Regions from separate parts of the Mus musculus genome. Here regions 1 and 2 are each linked to region 3. The links are chromatin contacts, called in public Hi-C maps. All regions are on one chromosome and are shown on one strand. The core of a region is the stretch at or near the end of the contact, and the rest is flanking DNA. Distances in the headings are between cores, read along the strand shown. Region 1 has its middle 380 kb from the start of Rarb. Region 2 has its middle 400 kb from the start of Gm32121. Region 3 overlaps Rarb (retinoic acid receptor, beta).

Region 1 (3,682 bases), core at 966-3,465, 520 kb before region 3:
GGAATGTTGCTTGCCACCCTCAATTCCTCACCATCCACATCCCGGGCCTTCTCTCCACAGTGTTGTTCATGGTGGCTATTTACCCTCTAAATATTTGAAACCAACATCTTCATTTGCATCTGTTGGAGAGGTTCTTGAGATCTAGCTCGAAAATTCTGTCTTTATGTCCTAGCTCTAGTGGCTTTTCTCAGTCCCTAAAGCAGAGGGATAAGAGGAACATGTTCCAGTAAGCAACTGAGTAGGAGTGTGTTTGAGAACTCTGAAGGTCATGACCCTTTTCCTCCTATTATGATACACTCATAATTCATGAGATAACACGTGCGTGCCTAGATAAGGCCTTCTTAAAATTCCTCCCTTTTTCCTTAGCCTAAATTCCTCTTTAAGATTTGAAGCCCTGGAGGACAGAGTATCATTTCCCATATTGTGATCTGAAGTCAATTTAAAAAGATTAACTAATAATAAAATAACTAAGAAGTTGGATTTGTATGTGCATAAATAATAAAAATTAATATAAAGACTGCTCTGGGAGCCCAGGAACTCAGGGAGGAGTGGAGGTGTTGACACCACAGTCAAGAAACAGGGGAGTGCAGAACACAGAAGAGGGGAGACATCCGAGATGACCAAGCAATTAGAGGGTAGCATTTACTAGCCATCTTCCCCTGCACATACAATCAGTGGCTGAGTTTCCCTTCTCCAGCAGTGAGAGAAGGAGACATGTGTGACATACTGTTCTTCCCAGTTTTCCAGAAAATTGTACCTTAGTCATGAACCTTAGAATTCCCATCAAATCCATAGTCTTTTTGGTGTCAGTGGAGGCGTTGGTGATGTGTGCTCACAGCTGTCTAAAGCTCGGGCTAACTCTTCAGGGGCAGCACGCAGTCAAAGTTTTCTGCTGGCTTTGTAGCCCTTTGCTCTGAGCTGGCTCTTTAGCCAGCTGACCCAGGACTTTCTTTATTGTATGCGGCTATCACTCACTGTCAAGACTAGAGAAATTATATCAAATCCAGGCCCTGATAGAGAAATTGCACTCTTGAGTGTTCTCCTTTATGCAACTTGATGGACACCAAATAAAACAACACAGTTGTGAGAATCTAATCCACTGTGTGATTGATTGGTTACCCATGTCCCCATTAGCTGCAATGATTTCTTCTATTCCTTTTAAGGTTGCACTTTGATTTCTTAATAAAATTTACTGCCCTGAACACTTCACTTCGTTGCAATTAAGAGCACAAATGAGCATGAACTTCACTGTGGGACTCTGTAACTCCAGCTCTTCCATTGTGTTTAATCTACAAAGCAGACACATTTACTGCAAGCATTTATGTCTTCAGGGTTACTGTAGCACAGGCTAGATTTTCTGAGTCCTTTAAGACTGCTATAAGGAGATGGGTTGGATTGAAAGCCTCATATGAGCATGCCGTTCTTACTCGCCCACTGGCTTTCTAAGGAAGGGGCACACATTGACAAATGCTGGCATGTCACTTTGTTTGTGAAGTTACAACAAAAAGGATTATTTGTGAAAGTACATTTCATCCTCCATAGTGTGTGACTATGCCTTTATGTTTTCCAACTTATTGAGGTATAATTAACAAATGAAATGATATAAATTAAGGTGTTCACCATGGTTTGGCAATGTATGCTTTCTGACATTTATTATTCACGCTTACTGTAAGCATTTCTGTCTTCAGAATTACTTTTTCCAAATCATCTTATTTCTGGCAAATTGAGTTACAGGTACATCTATTTCCTCACATAATTTTCTCTATGTCTGTATGTCTGTCTGTCTATATGTCTGTCTGCCTCCCTCGAGCGTGCTATCTCTCACTCTCTCTCTGCATTTGTGTGTGCCATCTGTGTCTCTCTCTGTGTGTTTGTGTGTGTGTATAGATGACTGTCTATCTGTCTGTGTGTCTGCCTGTGACTGTCTCTGTGTGTGTGTCTGTCTCTCACTCTGTGCATTTGTGTGTGTGACTGTCTTCTGTCTCTGTATGTCTCTCTTTCTGTGTATATGTGTATGTCTGTCTGCCTGTGTGTGTGTGTGTGTGTGTGTGTGTGTGTATGTAAACATGTAAGATATAAGCACCAAGTGAATTTTGAGTATAGAGCAGTCAGGTATGATTCCACAGTTTGTTGATCTGCATGGCTCTAGCCTCCCACACTCTGGGCCAACATACATCCCTATCCTGTCACCTCAGACCCTGCCAACTGCCATTACCCTCCCACTCTTGTAATTTTCCCACGTCTCCTGTCAAAGCTCTGAACAAGAAGTGCTTCCTGTCCCTTGTGAAGAACCAGGGAAAATGTTGAAACTCTGGGAGTGAATTTGTGGGCCAGGTTCAGTGATGAGGAGGCTTGAAGCCCTTAGGGGAGGGACTCTTAGGGGAATATAAGTTTCAATACTGCTTTTAAAACTGATCACTTTGTGTTTTTATTGTTAAAATAACTTTAATTCACCAAAACCACGTTTTGATAAACACTCATTCTAAGATTATTGGAATCCATTTCTTTTTTTTTAATGTTAAATTCACAAGCTGTACTTCTATGTCATAATTATTTAGCAGACACATAAAATGTGTATCTGGTCATTCTTAACTGGCCCATTTATACACGAGCCACATAAAATTTGCATTCTTATACCAGTGACTCATTTATTAGTAGTCATAAATACACCGGGCTGCCAGCCAAATGCACTTCAGTGTCTTGTAACCTGAGAATGGTCAGGAGGGATGCGAAATGGAGTTTGTATATGCTTTAAATAACAATTTTTAAACACTCTCTTTCAAAGGGGGTTGGAAGTGAGTCAATTTTTTTAAACAAAGGAAAGAGGAAATTTTTGAGTGATGTATTAATAGATTCAGAAAGAATGTCTTTCTTTAAAAGTTTATTCTTGCTGTTGAGTTTAGGGAGAGAGAAAGGAAAGTGGGCGTCAGGATTGTTCTTTTTCATTATTTTAAAAAAAACTACTTATAATAATACCATGAATATTTCTAATGGGTTTTCCATCCAAAAGAACTGCGTTTCCCTGAGAGCAGCAGAGGTTTGCCCATGGGTCAGAAAGGCAAAGGGGAACCTCAAGCATTGGGCAGAAGGTTAGACCGAGGTAATAAACAGTTTTGTGAATGTTGAAGAGAATTAATAACACCTTATTTTGTGGCTTATTGAGGAGATGTGTGATTGACACTGTTTAGAACTCCTCAGTGGCTCTAACAGAAGCCACATGTGAGGGAGGACACAGGGCACAGCCCTCCTTACTAGGGAACTGATGCTTTGCAGGCCTTTGATGTGTTTCTTTTTAAACTCAGAAGTTATAGTCTAATGAGTTGCTCTAAAGTAAATGAGAAAGGATTCAACAAAAGACCAAAATAACACAAAACAAACAAGAACTAAGTCTAGAGAATACTTTTAAACAACAAAACCCTTTCAACTCTTTAGAAACTCTTCTTTGTTTTTTGAACAATTTTTGGATAAAGCCACACATCCACAATATTACCTTTAAAGATGATGGATAGTTGTGACATTAGATGTATGTGTGATTCTTAAATGAATTTCTTACTCCTTGATTCAGAAAAATGTGGGAAGTTGTTGTCCTTAGGTCAGCTTTTGTAACTGTCAAGCAAGACATAATTGGCCCAACCCCATCCTTTGTAGGTCTATGCCTAATGTTCTGTCCACCGGACCTAGG
Region 2 (3,568 bases), core at 516-3,015, 580 kb before region 3:
CATTTTATTAAACAAACATGGGATTGTCTGTCAGTAGGCTCAAGCTGCCTTTGCTTTCACATAGGAACAATGCCTGTGCTTTTCCTGGCATACTGCCTTTATGACCCTGAGCTTCTCAACTGACAGGCCCCTCTTACTGTTTTGAAAACAGCTCTTATAGTGCACATTGAGGAAGACATAGTCTCCAAAGTGTTTGTAAGCAGAGCTGGGAATATCTGATATTTGTTGGCTAATCCGAACATCCAAAACCTGACATTCTTCTCATGCACACTTCCAGTCTTGGGATTTCAGACCTAGGGATGCAGAGGCCATATTATTTTCTGTGTTTCATTCAGTTGACTAAAGGCCAAACCTTTACTGAGTCTTACAGCACATGCTCAGTCCTTTGCCTTTTGTTGTAAAGACTTACATTTACTTGGACATCCCCCCCCCTTTTCTTTTTTATTTCTATGTTCTGGAATTTGTTTTCCCACCCTTTTCTAAGACCAAACTAGTTTGTATGAGCTTTTTTTTGTTTTTGTTTTTTTGTTTTTTTGTTTTGTTTTGTTTTGTTTTTTTTCAAGTCAGGGTTTCTCTGTGTAACCCTGGCTGTCCTGGAACTCACTCTGTAGACCAGGCTGGCCTCGAACTCAGAAATCTGCCTGTCTCTGCCTCCCAAGTGCTGGGATTGCATTTTTAAAACTCTTATATATCCTAGCACTTTTTCAAATTCCTATAGATACTGTTGTAGTGATTTTGAAATGTGGATTGCTTTCTATTTCACACCATATTTGTGTGTGTTTCACTGGAATCCCTGGAGCAAAATACATTGTATTGACTTAAGAAATTGTAAGAAATAGGGACAGGGAACAAACGGGGAGAAACTGAGAGAGAAAGAGAGGGAGAGAGAGGGAGAGAGAGAGAGAGAGAGAGAGAGAGAGAGAGAGAGAGAGAGAGAGAGAGAGATATTCTGAGTAGTTAGTTCTCCATAAGAGGCAATTCCATCCTTTTTGGTTGCTCTCTGGACTATGAACTGTTCAACATGAATTATTGATGACCTGACTAGAGGATGGTAGGAAATAGGGTAGGGAGAGGGCATTGGCTTGTCAGAATTGCTTAGTGGAGATCAGGCTCACAGGTCTAGAATAAGAAACAGACTTTAGAGGGAAATGGATGTGATATTCCCAATAGTGACGCAGAGTTGACACTGCTGATTTCATGATGAACACATCTGCTCTCCTGTGGTGTAGTGACTCAGCACTCTGCCAGGTTCTCTTGGGCACTAGTGGTTCATTTCTAGAAGGTAAGGTTTAAGCAGATCCCATTTGAATATAAAGTAATATGACTGTTTTGTCAGTCTGACATGGTGCAATGCAGGGCCTATAATAACATGTGTATTACTTAGATGTTTTGATATCAAAGCAGGCTTACATGGCATATCACACTGGGCCCCCATTTTGCTGAGAAAACTTCATGCTTACTCTTCTTGTCTCATTAATTTCCTTCTGCCTTGACCCCTTTGGCTGGATGCTGAAAGGACTTCTTTAGCCTGTGGGGCTAATTTTTAAATTGAATTATCTTTGATTTCTAAAACTTTAATTTTATATTTACTTATACCTGTGGGTGCCTCTGCCTCTCTGTCTGTATGTCTGTCTCTGTCTCTGTCTCTGTCTCTGTCTCTGTCTCTGTCTCTGTCTCTGTCTCTCTCTCTCTCTCTCTGTGTGTGTGTGTGTGTGTGTGTATACAAAAGAAGGTCACATGAGGGCATCAGATCCCCAGGAGTTGGAGTTAAAGGTAACTATGAACTGCCTAGTATGTGGTTTAAACCAAATAATGGCCCTTAGAAAGCAGGAAGCATTCTTAGCTGCTGAGTCATCTCTCCAGGCTCCTAATCAAAAAAAAAAAAAAATCTTGTTTTATTGGTGATGACTAATTTATTTTTATTATCTAGTATATAAGAGGAATTTATTAAGTGTGTGCTTACGTGTATTGCAAGTGTGCACACAAGTGTCATGCAGGTGTGTAAATACCCTTTTTCTTCATTAAATTTTAGGCTTTAAGAAGAGTGTTGCCTCTTTTGAGAACATAATTTTTTTCTTTTTTTTTCCATTTTTTATTAGGTATTTAGCTCATTTACATTTCCAATGCTATACCAAAAGTCCCCCATATCCACCCACCCCCACTCCCCTGCCCACCCACTCCCCCTTTTTGGCCCTGGTGTTCCCCTGTACTGGGGCATATAAAGTTTGCAAGTCCAATGGGCCTCTATTTCCAGTGATGGCCGACTAGGCCATCTTTTGATATATATGCAGCTAGAGTCAAGAGCTCCGGGGTACTGGTTAGTTCATAATGTTGTTCCACCTATAGGGTTGCAGATCCCTTTAGCTCCTTGGGTACTTTCTCTAGCTCCTCCATTGGGAGCCCTATGATCCATCCATTAGCTGACTGTGAGCATCCACTTCTGTGTTTGCTAGGCCCCGGCATAGTCTCACAAGAGACAGCTACATCTAGGTCCTTTCAATAAAATCTTGCTAGTGTATGCAATGGTGTCAGCGTTTGGATGCTGATTATGGGGTGGGTCCCTGGATATGGCAGTCTCTACATGGTCCATCCTTTCATCTCAGCTCCAAACTTTGTCTCTGTAACTCCTTCCATGGGTGTTTTGTTCCCAAATCTAAGGAGGGGCATAGTGTCCACACTTCAGTCTTCATTCTTCTTGAGTTTCATGTGTTTAGCAAATTATATCTTATATCTTGGGTATCCTAGGTTTGGGGCTAATATCCACTTATCAGTGAGTACATATTGTGTGAGTTTCTTTGTGAATGTGTTACCTCACTCAGGATGATGCCCTCCAGGTCTATCCATTTGGCTAGGAATTTCATAAATTCATTCTTTTTAATAGCTGAGTAATACTCCATTGTGTAGATGTACCACATTTTCTGTATCCATTCCTCTGTTGAGGGGCATCTAGGATCTTTCCAGCTTCTGGCTATTATAAATAAGGCTGCTATGAACATAGTGGAGCATGTGTCCTTCTTACCAGTTGGGGCATCTTCTGGATATATGCCCAGGAGAGGTATTGCTGGATCCTCCGATAGTACTATGTCCAATTTTCTGAGGAACCGCCAGACTGATTTCCAGAGTGGTTGTACAAGCCTGCACTCCCACCAACAATGGAGGAGTGTTCCTCTTTCTCCACATCCTCGCCAGCATCTGCTGTCACCTGAATTTTTGATCTTAGCCATTCTGACTGGTGTGAGGTGGAATCTCAGGGTTGTTTTGATTTGCATTTCCCTGATGATTAAGGATGTTAAACATTTTTTCAGGTGCTTCTCTGCCATTCGGTATTCCTCAGGTGAGAATTCTTTGTTCAGTTCTGAGCCCCATTTTTTAATGGGGTTATTTGATTTTCTGAAGTCCACCTTCTTGAGTTCTTTATATATGTTGGATATTAGTCCCCTATCTGATTTAGGATAGGTAAAGATCCTTTCCCAATCTGTTGGTGGTCTTTTTGTCTTATTGACAGTGTCTTTTGCCTTGCAGAAACTTTGGAGTTTCATTAGGTCCCATTTGTCAATTCTCGATCTTA
Region 3 (3,914 bases), core at 427-2,926:
GACTGACCTTGTGTTCACCTTTGCCAACCAGCTCCTGCCTTTGGAAATGGATGACACAGAAACAGGCCTTCTCAGTGCCATCTGTTTAATCTGTGGAGGTACTGACTCCTTAGAAACCGTCACCAGACCCCAACAGAGCAATTACAAAGGCACAGAAGAGATCTCCACTGGGGTTCTTTGGCATGAGAAAGGCGTTGTACTTCTTTCTGTTGCAAACTAAGTACTGGTGTTTGAGCTCCTTCTGCCAAAACAAAAGAAATGCCAAAATGAGTTTGTTCTGTTTCTCTTGTGGGAAACAGGTGCTTTTGTAAAAGCAGGATTGTACTGCTGTGTGCCTAAGGACATTTTAGTGATGACCTACACAAATCACATGTTATTTGAATTCAAATCACCTCTTGGTCTTCCCCACCATACAGGTGCCTACCTGGTGGGCTGGAATAAAGTATGGCCCCTTCTTTGTAGTGACCCCTGCTGGCTAACCAGAAGCCAACTTTAGTTCAAAAGTAATGGTTGTAATGAAGGGGAAAGGTTATCTACCTGGCTTTTACAGGCTGCCCAGGGTTCTTTTGTTCAGCTCAATACTGACACCATCTGGCCATGAGAGGTAATTCTTGCCTCTGGGCCTGAGCAAGTGGACATCAAATGAGCTTACTAAGGGGGCATCTTCAAGTGTCACTGCTTAAAGCAATTGCATTTACTCAATTTAGTGTACAACTGAGTCACCAAATAAAGCCACTTTACAGGAGGAATAGGAGACAAGGAAAGATAGCCAGCAGTCTCTGAGCCTGTCTGATCACTAAACACTGAATACTTTCTCCTGCTATCCAGACCGCCAGGACCTTGAGGAACCAACAAAAGTAGACAAGCTCCAAGAACCACTGCTGGAAGCACTAAAGATTTACATTAGAAAACGACGACCCAGCAAGCCTCACATGTTTCCAAAGATCTTAATGAAAATCACAGATCTCCGCAGCATCAGCGCGAAAGGTATGTCTTCAAAGGTGGAAAGCAGAACAGAGCTTGGCCAACTTTTGCTTTTTAAAGCCCATATTTTAATATCAGGAGTCCCATTATTGCTTAAGTTGGGATGTCTATCTCATAGAAATCAAAAGGAATTAGCCTTGTCTGAGCACTCATGTGTGTGTAGTTAAGAGCACCTCAGGTTTCCTAAGGAAGACATTTTGATGGTGTCTCTGGTGGGAGATAGTAAAAGCAGAAAGCAGATACCACTACCCAGTGATATTAAGAGATAATTGTTTTAGAATGGATGGCTGGGTAGAAGAGCAACTCTTCAGAGATGATGTGTTTTTTAAGACTGTTATTATTGCTGGGGCTCATATGCATGCCCTTGGAGGTTAAAGGACAATTACATGGAGTCACTTCTCTCCCTCAATCTCTGTGACCTTTCTAGGGCACCAACTCAGTCAAGCAACTTTCAGAGCAAGCTCTGAGCCCTCACCCCCGCTCCCTTTTTCCAGGTTTTATTTTTGATTCCGTACATTTCATTCCAGCTTTTCAAATAACTTAGGCTTCTATACACTCAGCCTATTTTTCCATGGCACCCTAACAACCCTAGGCAAATGAAGGTCACTGTGGCTGCAGCTCTGGTGTAGGCACTTCTTCTGAGTACAGGAATTCTTGCCTGGCTGAGAGATATAAATACTCTTGCCTCATGATTCTCAGTCTATGTGGCAACTCAGGCAATTACAGAAATGCCTAGAGGCATCTCATAGCTGAGTGCAGAGGACTTTTCTATCGAGATGACTCAGCCAGCCACGCTATTACATATCATGTTCCCTCCCATTAGCAGATTCTACACCTCAGGATCTTGGCAAGCCAAGACACAAAAGTGCTTAAATGCACAATGAACTTGCTTGACAAGAAACCTCAGTTCTTGTTTTTTAGTTTTTTTGTGGGTTGGTTTTGTTTTTCTTTTTTTATTCATTTGGTAGTTTGGTTTGAGGGAGCCGAGGGGAACATTCTAAGTTCATTTCCACCACAGGATTAAGAGAAGCAAAAAGACACTAGTACTTGAATGGATGTAATTGAATGAAGTGGGGAGAGAGAGAGAGGAGAGGGAGAGGAGGAGGGAGGGAGGGAGGGAGAGAGAGGGAGAGAGAGGGAGAGAGAGGGAGAGGGAGGGAGAGAGAGGGAGAGAGGGAGAGAGAGAGAGAGAAAGTGTGTTCCTATCACCCTATATATATCCACGCCAGTGACCTGAGGACTAGCAGCCACATACAGAAATGTCCCAAGCCCCATACTAGCAGTAAGTCCAGCAACGCTAGCCACATGGTTCTGAGGTAGTTTTGTTATTGACATATTTCCACCTAACCAGCTGCATGTTGGGGGTGTGTGAGGTGTGGTGGCATGAAACCACCTGGTGCTGGACTGGGTTGCAGAAAACCATCACATACTGTGACTCAAGTCAATCTTTCCATTGTGGAAACTGCCCATCCTTTCACCTTTATTTTCCTGATCTTTCATCAGTGACTTCTCTTTGTAAATTTTATATTCCGAATTTGATTGAAGCACTGCAACTATCAAATATGCACATCACACATCTCCACTTCTTTTTCTTAAAGACTGAGAACCTCTAGTGTGCCCTATTAGTACTTATTCTGTTTTCAAAGGCAGTGGTGGATCAGCCTGTGCCTGAGAACCAATCTAACTGGGATCTCGAAGCACACTTGACATTCTGGTGGCTGACATTCCCACAGTAAACACCTTATAGTTTTTTCTTCCAATAAGTTGGTTCTTCTCAACAAAGACACATGTGACTTGATACATGTATTACACAACTTTTACACACCTGAAGGTGAATGTTGGTTTCTTAGTATCTAGCTGAGCCCTTATCTGACAGGTGTTCTATTATCTCTTGAAAAAGGTGCCGAACGTGTAATTACCTTGAAAATGGAAATTCCTGGATCAATGCCACCTCTCATTCAGGAAATGCTGGAGAATTCTGAAGGACATGAACCCTTGACCCCAAGTTCAAGTGGGAATATAGCAGAGCACAGTCCCAGCGTGTCCCCCAGCTCAGTGGAGAACAGTGGAGTCAGTCAGTCACCACTGCTGCAGTGAGACATTTCCAGCTGTTGCAGACATTCCCCAGGACCTTCAGTTCCAGATTGAAAATGCAAGGAAAACATTTTTACTGCTGCTTAGTTTTTGAACTGAAATATGTTAAACTCAAAAAGGACCAAGAAGTTTTCATATGTATCAATATATATTCCTTACTGTATAACTTCCCTAGAAATACAAACTTTTCAAATTCTGAAAATCAGCCATTTCATGCCACCAGAATCTAGTTTAAAGCTTCTACTTTCCTCTCTGAATAGTCAAGATGCATGGCAAAGACCCAGTTGAGATGATTTAGCCCTGGTTAAGTTTCTGAAGACTTTGTACATATAGAAGTACGGCTCTGTTCTTTCTATACTGTATGTTGGTGCTTTCTTTTGTCTTGCATACTCAATAACCAAGACACCGAGGTTGTGGAGTAAACCACTGTACATCCACTGTACGTCCTGCTTTCATGAATAACCAGGCCTCACGGTAAGGAACCAGGGCCTCTGTACAGTACAAGATGACACTAAAGACACTCTGGTTTAAGTAGTGTGGAAGCTTCTCCTTGCTTTTTGATGCTCTCAAGCTTCATTCTTTCCCTTATGTTGCCCAGATAGAGTACACCACTTCACTGCACTAGCAGAATTCTGTATCACTGAAACTGCCAGTTCAGTTAATCCAACATCATTGTTCAATTGTTAATGATGTCACTTTAAATTAAAAGTGGTTTGTTCCTTAATGACACAACTACCGAATGAAAAAAAAAATGAAGCATTTTTACAGTCATGATAGCCTCCAAGGCAAAAACACTGTCCAGTGTTAATAAGTTTGTTTACCTGTTCACAAGCCAT

Evidence for each region. A called contact is a pair of places that touch in the nucleus more often than the background predicts.
Region 1: a contact with region 3 is called in a Hi-C map of myocytes, with 1.9 times the contacts expected there. The contact joins two enhancer-like sites. A contact is called at or near these places in 8 of 484 Hi-C or Micro-C datasets (the HL-1 cell line, adipose-derived mesenchymal stem cells, myocytes and 3 more), 4 of 115 datasets of contacts at active chromatin or transcription factors (embryonic stem cells and vascular smooth muscle cells) and 1 of 9 other capture datasets (embryonic stem cells).
Region 2: a Hi-C map of adipose-derived mesenchymal stem cells shows a contact between it and region 3, with 6 times the contacts expected there. The contact joins two enhancer-like sites. A contact is called at or near these places in 12 of 484 Hi-C or Micro-C datasets (the AML12 cell line, adipose-derived mesenchymal stem cells, embryonic fibroblasts and 6 more), 1 of 115 datasets of contacts at active chromatin or transcription factors (embryonic stem cells) and 1 of 9 other capture datasets (embryonic stem cells).

What each region holds. Positions count from the first base shown.
Region 1 is chr14:16,956,999-16,960,680 of GRCm38.p6, reverse strand. It overlaps a transcript of Rarb not described here. Among named protein-coding and RNA genes, the nearest start is that of Rarb, 380 kb to the right of the region's middle. Within about 2 kb of position 2,215, at least 50 of the 459 cell types and tissues checked have an H3K27ac peak or open chromatin away from gene starts, as enhancers often do. A contact at or near this core is called in adipose-derived mesenchymal stem cells and myocytes, where this site is marked.
Region 2 is chr14:17,010,643-17,014,210 of GRCm38.p6, reverse strand. It overlaps a transcript of Rarb not described here. Among named protein-coding and RNA genes, the nearest start is that of Gm32121, 400 kb to the left of the region's middle. Within about 2 kb of position 1,765, at least 14 of the 459 cell types and tissues checked have an H3K27ac peak or open chromatin away from gene starts, as enhancers often do. A contact at or near this core is called in adipose-derived mesenchymal stem cells, where this site is marked.
Region 3 is chr14:16,431,238-16,435,151 of GRCm38.p6, reverse strand. It overlaps Rarb (retinoic acid receptor, beta), which reads left to right. Exons shown (of 8, transcript NM_011243.2): 6 at 1-98; 7 at 829-987; 8 at 2,885-3,914. The coding sequence ends at 3,081. Among named protein-coding and RNA genes, the nearest start is that of Top2b, 68 kb to the right of the region's middle. Within about 2 kb of position 1,676, at least 63 of the 459 cell types and tissues checked have an H3K27ac peak or open chromatin away from gene starts, as enhancers often do. A contact at or near this core is called in adipose-derived mesenchymal stem cells and myocytes, where this site is marked.